Regions from separate parts of the Arabidopsis thaliana genome. Here region 1 is linked to region 2. The links are chromatin contacts, called in public capture Hi-C maps. All regions are on one chromosome and are shown on one strand. Each heading gives the region's core, a stretch centred on a gene start, on an enhancer-like site or on the middle of the called end of the contact. The rest is flanking DNA. Distances are from core to core; before and after follow the strand shown.

Evidence for each region. Capture Hi-C pulls out chosen DNA fragments and counts their contacts.
Region 1: a capture Hi-C map of root shows a contact between it and region 2, with 2.9 times the contacts expected there. The contact joins the promoter of AT2G08215 here to the promoter of SCPL51 in region 2. A contact is called at or near these places in 2 of 26 Hi-C or Micro-C datasets (root and vegetative nucleus) and 1 of 3 other capture datasets (root).

Annotation. Positions count from the first base shown.
Region 1 is chr2:11,939,170-11,944,454 of TAIR10.1, reverse strand. AT2G08215 (a long non-coding RNA gene) reads right to left here and starts at 3,159. Exons shown (of 1, transcript NR_140299.1): 1 at 2,922-3,159. It overlaps AT2G28050 (Pentatricopeptide repeat (PPR) superfamily protein), which reads left to right and starts at 4,802. Exons shown (of 1, transcript NM_128364.2): 1 at 4,802-5,285. The coding sequence starts at 4,802. MIR172a (a microRNA gene) reads left to right here and starts at 1,440; the gene lies at 1,440-1,541. It also overlaps the pseudogene AT2G28053.
Region 2 is chr2:11,885,506-11,891,219 of TAIR10.1, reverse strand. SCPL51 (serine carboxypeptidase-like 51) reads left to right here and starts at 2,044. Exons shown (of 13, transcript NM_128351.3): 1 at 2,044-2,306; 2 at 2,427-2,521; 3 at 2,624-2,731; 4 at 2,960-3,206; 5 at 3,310-3,353; 6 at 3,444-3,511; 7 at 3,598-3,703; 8 at 3,801-4,012; 9 at 4,109-4,178; 10 at 4,294-4,344; 11 at 4,481-4,533; 12 at 4,783-4,915; 13 at 5,375-5,649. The coding sequence starts at 2,177. The coding sequence ends at 5,443. AT2G27900 (coiled-coil protein) reads right to left here. Exons shown (of 26, transcript NM_001036356.1): 26 at 5,207-5,492.

The DNA.
Region 1 (5,285 bases), core at 1,910-4,409, 52 kb before region 2:
ATATATATATCTAATTGCAATGCATCGACGACACCGGAGTAATGCAAGGTTCAACTTGTTTTGCAAAGACCATGCTAACACAACAACATTCCGGAATCACAGAAAAATCCGAGTAATTTTAAAGTGAATTTAATTGACTTACCAAAATACAGTCCATGAAATCAATACTGTGCCATTATTGCTTACCAAAAATACCATAACTTTGTTTCTAGTGAGAATTGAACTCAGGGCAGAAAAGTACATATTCTTTTCCCAAGACAATTTGGCAATGTTTTTCTTCTTAACCTAAATAGATTCAATTCAACTAAACGAATTACTAAATTATTACTCTTTGTTTTGCCACTCTCTTTTTAATTCGTCTTACCGTTTATCTTTAAGTTTCTCTACGTTTTTAAGTTGTAATCACTAAATTATTTTCACTACACTGTTAAAGGCTTAAAGCTTACCACCAAATGTTATTTAATTTCACTGAACTGTTAAAACTTTAGCTACTTCAAATTGCTATTCTTTTTGTTCTTTTTTTTTATAAGGGGCATAGATCCAATAATAGTTGCGCAAATAAGAAGAAGTTTACACATGTGAAGTGGGAAAGTGAGATATTCCTTCACGAGGTGGACTCCAAGATGGCAGCTCCTAACTCCATTTGTCCCAACTCTCTTTACCATAACTCAACTTCTGCCAATCAAACTCTCTTCATAAAATATTTATGCATATATTAACATTTAGTAACAAAAATTCAACATATGTATATATGATACCAAATAAATCAACATATATATTATTACACAGTCACATCTCTTACTGTGCATATATATTTAGACAAACACATCTCTCTCTCTCTCTCTCTCTCATCTGTGTTCTAGATCTCACCAGGTCTTTCTCTGGTTAATATATGGCTTCCAAGATCTGGTAATATGTTATAAATACGTCATACTTAAGCTTTTTTCAAATCAAAAATAGAAATTTGTGGGTTTGTCTCGTTTTACTATTTTAGCAGTATATATTAAGAAGTTCAGATGTTATTCGATCATCTGTTTTTGCTTCCCCTCTGCCATCTTTATCTTTTAGGGTTTCAATTCTTTTTCACTTTTTTCTTCTGGTTTGGAGATGGTTAGGTTCCAACTAAGTATACGAGATTAAATTTGACATCTTAGTTACTTCAAAATTCCTTCAATCAAAACAAGTCATCTCGACTATTCCGCCATGTTTGTATATACATATTTATATATTATATATATGAAGGTACGAGTTTCTAGTGTCTATAAATTAAGAAGGTTAAGTACCATATAGATGATATTTGTTAAGTAGTAAGTCACTCAAAGTTTGAGTTTGGGTTTGAGTTTGAGTTTGAGTTTGAGTTTGAGAGACAAAAGATTACTACAAGAAGATTGTTAAACAAAAATGGAAGACTAATTTCCGGAGCCACGGTCGTTGTTGGCTGCTGTGGCATCATCAAGATTCACATCTGTTGATGGACGGTGGTGATTCACTCTCCACAAAGTTCTCTATGAAAATGAGAATCTTGATGATGCTGCATCGGCAATCAACGACTATTCTTTCCCTCTCTCTCTCTCTCCCTCTGTATAGATTATTTGGATTCCATCCAGATCTTCTTCAGGTAGGTTTGTTTCTACTTGAAGTTTTTTTTTTTCACCTTTATGTTAACATATCCTCCCGTTTATTTTTATTTGTTATACATAAAGATCTGACAAAGAACTTTTGTGGGTATCTTGTTTCATGTGATAACATTGAGCATTTGATCTCAGGTTTTTGGCAGTCTTTATCAAGACATTAATAGATCCACAAGCTTCTATTTCAATAAGTGAACAAGAGTCACAACATCAAGATCAGTAAGGTAAGAGAGATCTACTTAAGGTAACTAATATATATGCCTTATTTCTTATGTTGCCAATCCCACCTTGCATTTCCAAAACAACACAATATAGTTTTGTTTTGTTAGAAACAAAAAAGGATATTATATATGGAAGTTGAGATAATATATATAACAGGTCTATATGGAACTATTGTTGTCTAGCAAAGAAAAGGTTTTCAAGACACACTGTCAGTTCTTTGTTTTGTTGGTTCATGTTGGCTATTACATTCAAATTGAGAATCAATCAAGAACTTGTTGGGTGGACCTTACACACATTGTAGGCTAGGCATATTCAGTCCAACCTATTTGTGTCCCCTCTATTTACATATTTAGATTTCGTCCTTATAACTGATATTGAAACAATGAAGAATATATACTCTCTTTTTCTCTTTATTCTGTTATAAGGGAACAATAAATCTATAGCATCATATATACTCAGACTGTGAACAAAACCTATTCACAGTTATGAGTTTCATGTTTTGTTTATGAGCACAACCTCCCAAACTTGTTTCCAAAACAAATTCTATAAATATTAGTATTATTTTTGGTTATTATGTCTTGTAGTACATCTTGTTATATGTGTGTTTAGTAATGTTTTCTATGTTATGGAGATGTGTGTGTCTAAATTACTTTCCATTAGTCATTGTAGAAATAAATCTTTTTTTTTTTATCATAGCTTCCACTATGAATCGAATGGTTTTGAGCAATGCCTTGGATGACCTAGACTTCGTCCATAAGTGGAAGCCAAATCATTCTATCAGTACCAATATAGCAAGTTGGCAGCTATTTTCACATCATGATGATATCTTTGATATGTCCGTCAATCACGTATATTTTTGGATATATTTTTCAGTATTGCCAAATGAAATTGTTGTTTTACGAAAATAAGTACCTCAATTAATATAATATGTCTTCACTCCAACTTGCAGCTATATTGCTAATCACATAAGTAGTACCACTATTCATCTTTGTTATCTCTTATCTCTAAACATTCTATTAATTATCGCTTATTGTTCTCTCTTTTGGCTAATATATTTACCAATTTGGGTCCCTAAATGGACTCGATATGTTTTAATCGGAAGAATTTTATGTGTAAATATTTTGTGTTATGATTATCTTCGTATTTATCGAAATAGCTAGTTTGCTGTTTCATCGCTTTTATATATAAATGCAAAACAAAACATAAATACATTAGAATCTTTGCGTATAATGGATCTGACAAAATGAGATGGTAATATTAGCTCGAGGGGATGAATATATGTGTGTGGTCCATTAGCATTGAAATCAAACGCAACGCTGAGTATGTGAGGACCATTTCTTTATAGTCGTATCTATTATTCCCAATTTTCTCAAACTTCAAGCTTTTAATGTGTTTGTCTTACTAATTTGGCTCAGTTTACTATTTATAGCTTTAGACGATATCTTCTTTCAAGTATTTTGTATGCCGAGCAATTTTTGAAAGTGATATATTTACAAATTGTTTTTACCGAATTCAACAAGTTTGCTCTACCAATATAGCAATTCAATGTCACATTTTTACCCTTATCAAAAGAATTGACGAGACAGTTTACCTTTGATATAGAAAAACAAATATTTCTCTGACTACAAACTTTTTTTTATTGTCTTTCTCACTCAGAATTTTCTAATTATTATGTGATTGTTTCTCTTTCTATTTATAGCTCCCACAATATTTTTTAATATACATTTGGATTATGTTGAAATGATTAAAGTAATATATATGACACAAAGTAATATATATTCTTAATACGTACTGACGTACACATCACATACATGTGGATAATAGATAAGATAGGTCGACCCAAATTCAGAAGTAGAGTTATGAAAACGTTAACGAAAAATAAGAGGAAATTATTATCCACTTTTAACATTTATTCACGCATATGCCTTATCAATATTTCAGTAGCACCAACTAGCGGAATCCAATGAGTGGGCATTACAAAATGTATATATATATGATTTCAAAATGTCATTTTTTCTTTTTAACAATAAAGTATGATTTCTCGGTTGAAACATTGTAAAATTATATTTCTTTTGTTAAAACATTGTAAAATGGATGCATATTCAATAACTATTACATAAGATTAAATTGATATATACGCTTCTTCGTTTAAACTGAAACATAACATGACAGTCAGTTTTATCAAAACAATAAACAAAACATGACAGTAATGTGTATTATGTTTATGAACTAACAATAAGAAAATGTGTGTAATATAGTATATTAAGTAACATGTGTGTAAAATATATATATATATATATATATATATATATATATATATGTCTTATATATATATATGTGATACATAACATAATGTTAACATAACCAAAAATGTTTCAGCAAGCTATTGGTTACAAGATGAGAAGAAACATAATGGGAACTGAAATTGATGCTTTAGAAGACAATCATACATGGAATCTTGAAACTTTGCCCCGAAAGAAAAAAAGGCAATTGTGTGCAAATGAATATATTATAGTAAAATACTGATCTCATGGAACCATAGAGTGAGATATACAAACCCAGACTCGTGGCACTCAGAAACCGACAGACTGAATGTGTTGATTATGGAGATACATTTGTTCTAGTAGCTAAAATGGGAATTATTCTTTATAGCGAGAAGTGATTGGTCAGTAGATCAGATGTATGTCGAACAATGTCTTTGTACATGGAGATCTCTTCCAAGAGGTCCATATGAGATTGCCTATAATAAGCCATTTTTTCTTAAGCTATAATAAGCCTATAACTTAGATAATAAATAAAATGTTCGGAGACATGAAGGTGATAAACAAATCATGCCGTTCTCATATTAGAAAACCGAACATCTTGCCACTTTTGTAGCGGCCGGTTCAAATTTCCAGTTCTGATGAACGGAGTGGTGAGTGAGCCAAAGCCGCCGACGAGACGATTCGATGACTCCGCAATGCTTCTTGAAAACCCTGAAGACAGCTAAACAAACTTATACATTCTCAATCTACAAGCTTCTCCTCAATTCTTCCTCTATAAACCAAACTCTTGCTTCACCGGAAACACCACTCTCCGATCTCAATCTCTCCACTCTTCGCCGTATTTTATCAGACCCAGATATCAAATCCTGGAAATGCATCTCCCTTTTCAATTTCATCCTGGAGAACCCATCTCTTTTCTCATTCCAACCTGATCTCAGAACTCACTTGTCTCTCACTTTCCGTGTCTTGTCGGAGAGGAGATTCTCATATGCGAAAGAACTCTTGAAGCCTGTGGCTATTGATGACATTCTCAGGTACCCTTTTAATGTAATCGTCTCTAGCGTTATTGATGAATGTGGTTGTGAGAAGAAAGTTGTTGGGAGGTTCTTTAATTCGATGATTATGGTTTATTCAGACAATGGAAAATTTAGTGAAGTTGTTGAGGTTT
Region 2 (5,714 bases), core at 795-3,294:
CTCGGCTGATGACGGCCACGTCTGATGAGTGGTCTGGTCTGTCAAAGGGTAAATTTGTCTATCATTAGCATGGTGTAGAGAGAACCTTCTAATGTAAATCTTTGACTCTTTGTAGTGTCAATTGTAAAATTGTATATGAAATCCCTCATCAAGTAAAACTGCATGAATGATTTGTTAGTTGAGAAGATCGATCATTTGGAACAAAATAAAAATAAATTAAAATATTACAGACAAAAAAAAATATTACAAACACGTAAACTAAAGTTCACACTAATCGGTGGACCTCAAATATGATGGGGGAAAATGCCCGCTAATTACTCTTTAGGGAGGGTGCTAGCCTACGTGGTTGGGCGTGCCGTTTTGAGATGGAGAGCATCCGATCAGGACCAGTGTGTCAGTGATTGAGTTTGGAGCCCATTTCTTCTTATTCCTTTTGAGTTAGTTGATATTTCCCTAAGTGACTTTTTCTATTGGGCATTCTAATGGACCTGGTTTTGAACCTTTTTTGCCTTCAGTTTAGTATGCTTTTATTAGGTTAGGCGTTCGGGTATTCACATATAGAGTATAGATTGATTGGTTCTATATATGCGAAAAAAAATTAACTGACAAAAAAAATTATGCGATGTCTTGTGCTCGAAATAAAGAATAACAATTAGAAAATACGAATCTAGGGTTCAATCCATGGATAATTACTTGGAAAAATCCTTTACCTTGTAGAAATTGACATGCTATTTTATACAAAAAGAAACATAAGATGTCAATTTCTTTGTGTATAAAACATGCAAGAAAATTATTTGTTATAAAAAATATAGAAAATGTGAATTCAGATGGGTTTGAATGTGTTTTGGCCTGTCACCTTTTTCGTATGCTAACTTAATTTTTTTTTTAATTTGTTTTTATAAAACAAATATGGTTATAGTTAGCCTAATTAATTATAGTTGCGTCGTTATTATTATTATTATTTAGTAACAACATAATTTAAAATCGGAATGTTTTGTGTGAATAGATATACTATCTTGGAATTGAAAACTTTTATCAAACTTCTGACATGAAAGCTAAGTTTGGCCATGTACGTATGAGTTAAGATATTAAATTGCCTGAATATTCAGATGTACTTTTTTGAAATTTTATTTTCCTCTTATCTGTTTTTTAGCTCAAGAAAGTGACGCAATACTGATAGCCAACATGTGGAGTAGTTGTTGCATCGACCTTACGTTAATTCCCCGAATAGCTAAATATCAAATTGCTTTATCATCTCTTACTATTTGAGAATAAATTCAGTTACGGTATTTATTAAAAAGGATAACGGACTTACGCATGAATCTATTCGTAATCAATGAGTGGAAACCACTTTTTTGGTGTCATAGTTGCATTCGTGCCGGCCGCATCATCTAAGAAGCAAACCAAGGAGATTGTTTTTACTACTACGTTGCTCTTGCTGTCTTGCAAAAGATCAACAAGTAAATATCCACCCATAAACTCAGGCCCGATATCCAAAATCCAGTATAGACACTAGGCAGAACACTATAAGTAGCAATCTACACTTCATAGACAAAAAAGGCTAATCAAACCTAGTTTCGTCTTAAGAAAAGTAATAATCTAAAACAACACTCGCTCAAAAACAATAAATAACATAATTTACGTGATGTTCTTCTGTTTCCCTCAAATCGAATGAATCCATTTTTCCTTGAGTGGTGGAGGTTCATCGGAAATAACCATACCGATATTTTTCATGACCACAATACTTTATTCCGTCGTACACGTTTATCTACGATCTAGCAATCAATCTACGAAGCCAAGAAACAAGAACAGAATGTGGATGACCAAAATTTTGTGCTACAAAAAAAATTATCCAAAAATATCACAACCTATTGCTGTCAGAAAAACAAAACAAAAATATTAATGTTCTCTTATGGAAGAAAATATTTCTTTTACTTTTTGGTTAATAATTACAGTAAGAATTTAGCTGACATTCTATCTTTACTAGTGAATTTTCATTATATAATATATAGTATATATATACCAAATAAGGTTGAACCAATAGCATTGACTTAATGACTTGACACTCCATAATATATTGCTTCCTATAGTGTCTTTATCCCTCTCAAATTTTCTTTTCTCTCTCCCTCTCCCACAATCACAAGATAGGAAAATTGATCCACAAAGAATCGTCTGAATGAAGACAACAGTTGTTTATCTGGTGATTCTATGTCTCATTGTTTCATGTACCAATGGAGAAACCAAACATGTAAGAAAAATTAACTCCGATGGATCCGAAGCTTGGGGATACGTCGAAGTTAGACCAAGTACGTTCTTTATCTCTCTTTCTTCTACCAAAATTTTCAAGAAATCAATTGGTTTATGTTAGATATGACTAAATGGGTTTTGTTTTGACTCTTTTTTCTAAATCAAAATCGTGAAAATAGAAGCACACATGTTTTGGTGGCATTATAAAAGTCCATATAGAGTTGAAAATCCTTCCAAGCCATGGCCTATCATCCTCTGGCTCCAAGGTGGACCTGTAAGTTTTTATCTTCTTTTATTTTACATCTTATTCGTCTTTTTACACATTTGTTGTTTATTGATCATTAATGTTTTCAATTATTTGGTTTTGATGAAACAGGGAGCTTCAGGGGTTGGTATAGGGAATTTTCAGGAGGTTGGACCATTAGACACATTTCTCAAGCCCAGAAACTCAACTTGGTTGAAGAAAGCCGATCTTTTGTTTGTGGTATTTTTTTCGTTTTCATGTTTACTTTTATTTCCACCAATATTATTATTAACAAAAAAAAAACAATAATACTATCATTCTTCTTTGATATAGAGTAAAACAAAATTTTGTTTTCAAAAGTGTGTAATTAATTACTTTTACGTGGTATCTAATTTGATCAGTCTTTAAGCTTACTCACATATGTTAAGTTTTTAATCGATTATATATATATTTTTCTTGAAAATAAAGGATAGTCCAGTTGGGGCAGGGTACAGTTTCGTGGAGGGCAATCAAAAGGATTTGTATGTGAAAAGTGATGAAGAAGCAGCACAAGATTTGACCAAACTGTTGCAACAACTCTTCAACAAAAACCAGACTTTAAACCAAAGCCCTCTCTTCATTGTTGCTGAATCTTATGGTGGCAAAATCGCGGTTAAGCTCGGTTTATCGGTTATTGACGCAGTTCAATCTGGCAAATTGAAGCTTCATCTTGGAGGTAAAGGGATTACGTGCTTTCTTTATTTTCTTTTTTTCTCTGAATAAAATGAAACTAATAATGTAGTAGACAAATAATTCTATTTTATAATATGTGTGATTAGGAGTGATTTTGGGAGATAGTTGGATATCCCCTGAAGATTTTGTGGTGAGTTTCATCATTTTTTTAAAACATGTTACTCTTATTTATTTGTGATTAAATTATATTCATATGATTTTTATTGATTAATTGTTACAGTTTTCATGGGGACCTCTTCTCAAGCATGTCTCTAGGCTTGATGACAATGGCTTGGATAGCTCTAATAGGTCTTTATCTTAATACAAAATCAATTTTTCTAATACGTAATTAATTTACCTCTCTAATCTATATAGTTTACTTTTTTTTGGAGCAGCTTAGCAGAGAAGATTAAAACACAAATTAAAAATGGTGAATACGTTGGAGCGACGCAAACATGGATGGACCTCGAAAACTTGATTAGTTCCAAATCCAATTTCGTCGTAAATTATTTCTCCTCTTATTTTTAAATCCATTAGTATGTACAATTATAAAGATTTGATGATAAAGTGAGTATTTTACATGTTGGTTTTAATGTAGGATTTTTACAATTTTCTATTGGATACTGGTATGGACCCTGTCTCGCTCACAACGAGTCTAAAAATCAAAAAGGAAGAGAAAATAAAAAAGTATTCAAGATATTTAAATGATATGAGAAGTTTAAGTGACGTAGAAGATGTTGAAGGAGACCTTGATAAATTAATGAATGGCGTTATTAAGAAGAAGCTCAAGATTATTCCCAACGACCTCATGTAAGTAACCTCTTACTCTTTTATAGTATCAAACTTTAATATAATCAAAGTTTAGTTGTTAAATGTGTTATATTTTGGTTTTGTAAAAATTAACAGATGGGGAAACAATTCGGATGATGTGTTTACAGCAATGGAGGCTGCTTTTATGAAACCCGTAATTGAAGACGTAATAATTCTTTTTAAAAAAATATATAAACCGTTTAAATTAGTTTAATTATAAAAAAAAACTATTTAAATTAGTTTGATTCGTTAATACAAAATAAATTGTTTTTTTTTGGCAGGTCGATGAGCTTCTTGCCACGGGGGTAGATGTGACCATCTATAATGGACAAGTAAGACCATCATTATTTATAAGAAAACAAATTATATAGTTGATTAATATGAAAGATAAGAAATCATTTGCATAATTGCAACTTGAAATATGAATCTAAAGAATGAGATAAATTGACATGTGGTTTATATACGCAGCTTGATGTTATCTGTTCAACAAGTGGAACTGAAGCATGGGTTCACAAACTCAGGTAAGACCAATCTACTTTTTCTAAGTTTAGTTACATTACATTACATCATCATTCTATAAATAAGAATATAGTGTATCCTCATTATGAAAATAGAATCCAAAATACTTACTGAATATAGGCACACTATTGTAATAAATAGAGAACAATATTAAATCACTCAACGAATATTGTTGGTATTAATTATAAAAAAGATAGGTTGTTGGTATATAAATTTGTCATTACATGATAATGATGATGATTATGTGTAAGGTGGGAGGGGCTAGAAGAATTCAAGAAAATGGAAAGAGAGCCATTATTCTGCGAAAGTGACAGAGCAACAAGAGGCTTTACCAAATCATACAAAAATCTCCATTTTTATTGGATTCTTGGTGCTGGTCATTTTGTAAGTACACTCTCAATTTTTATCCTTTAGTAACTTCTATTCATTTTTAATAATTATTTATTCACATATGTCATAAATACTTCTTGCACAGCCATCACAAATATTGCCATACAGTGAAATATTGCATAGATATTTATTGAATAACGTGAGAGATACGTGATGAATCTATTAAACGAAAGCACAAGTCTCTTTTGTGTCTGTTTCATGCTTTCTCTCTGTCTTTTTTTTCCTGCATTTTCTTTATATCAAAACAAATTGTCGACTCTCTTTAATACTTTGACACTATCTGAATCTTTATGATTCCTTTATCACATTCAATATGCAACTGTTAAAAACCCTTACACGCAACATAATAAAGCAAAAATCAGACAGTGTGACTTATGCTTTTAATGGAGAATATGGTGAATGATTTATCAAAAAAACAAAACTAATGTTTGTTTTTTTGTTTGGAAAAAACAGGTACCAGTAGATGAGCCATGTGTAGCATTAAAAATGGTTGGAGAGATAACCAAGTCACCACAACTTTGACCCATTCTTTCTTCCAAACTCTCACATCACAATATGACTCCTTTCACATCTGATTGATTTTATTACTCAAACGTTAAAAATAATAATAAAAGAGTCTACAGTGAAACTACCTACACATGCTTTTGTTTATTTATCACTATTGCTCTTTTATTCTTTTACTGTAATTGCCATTATGAGATTAAAACAGAAAAAAAATGTTGATATCTACAACTCATAAAAATGGTAACAACAAAAAGTAAAGCCGAGCTATAGTTCAGTTAATTTGGTAAAT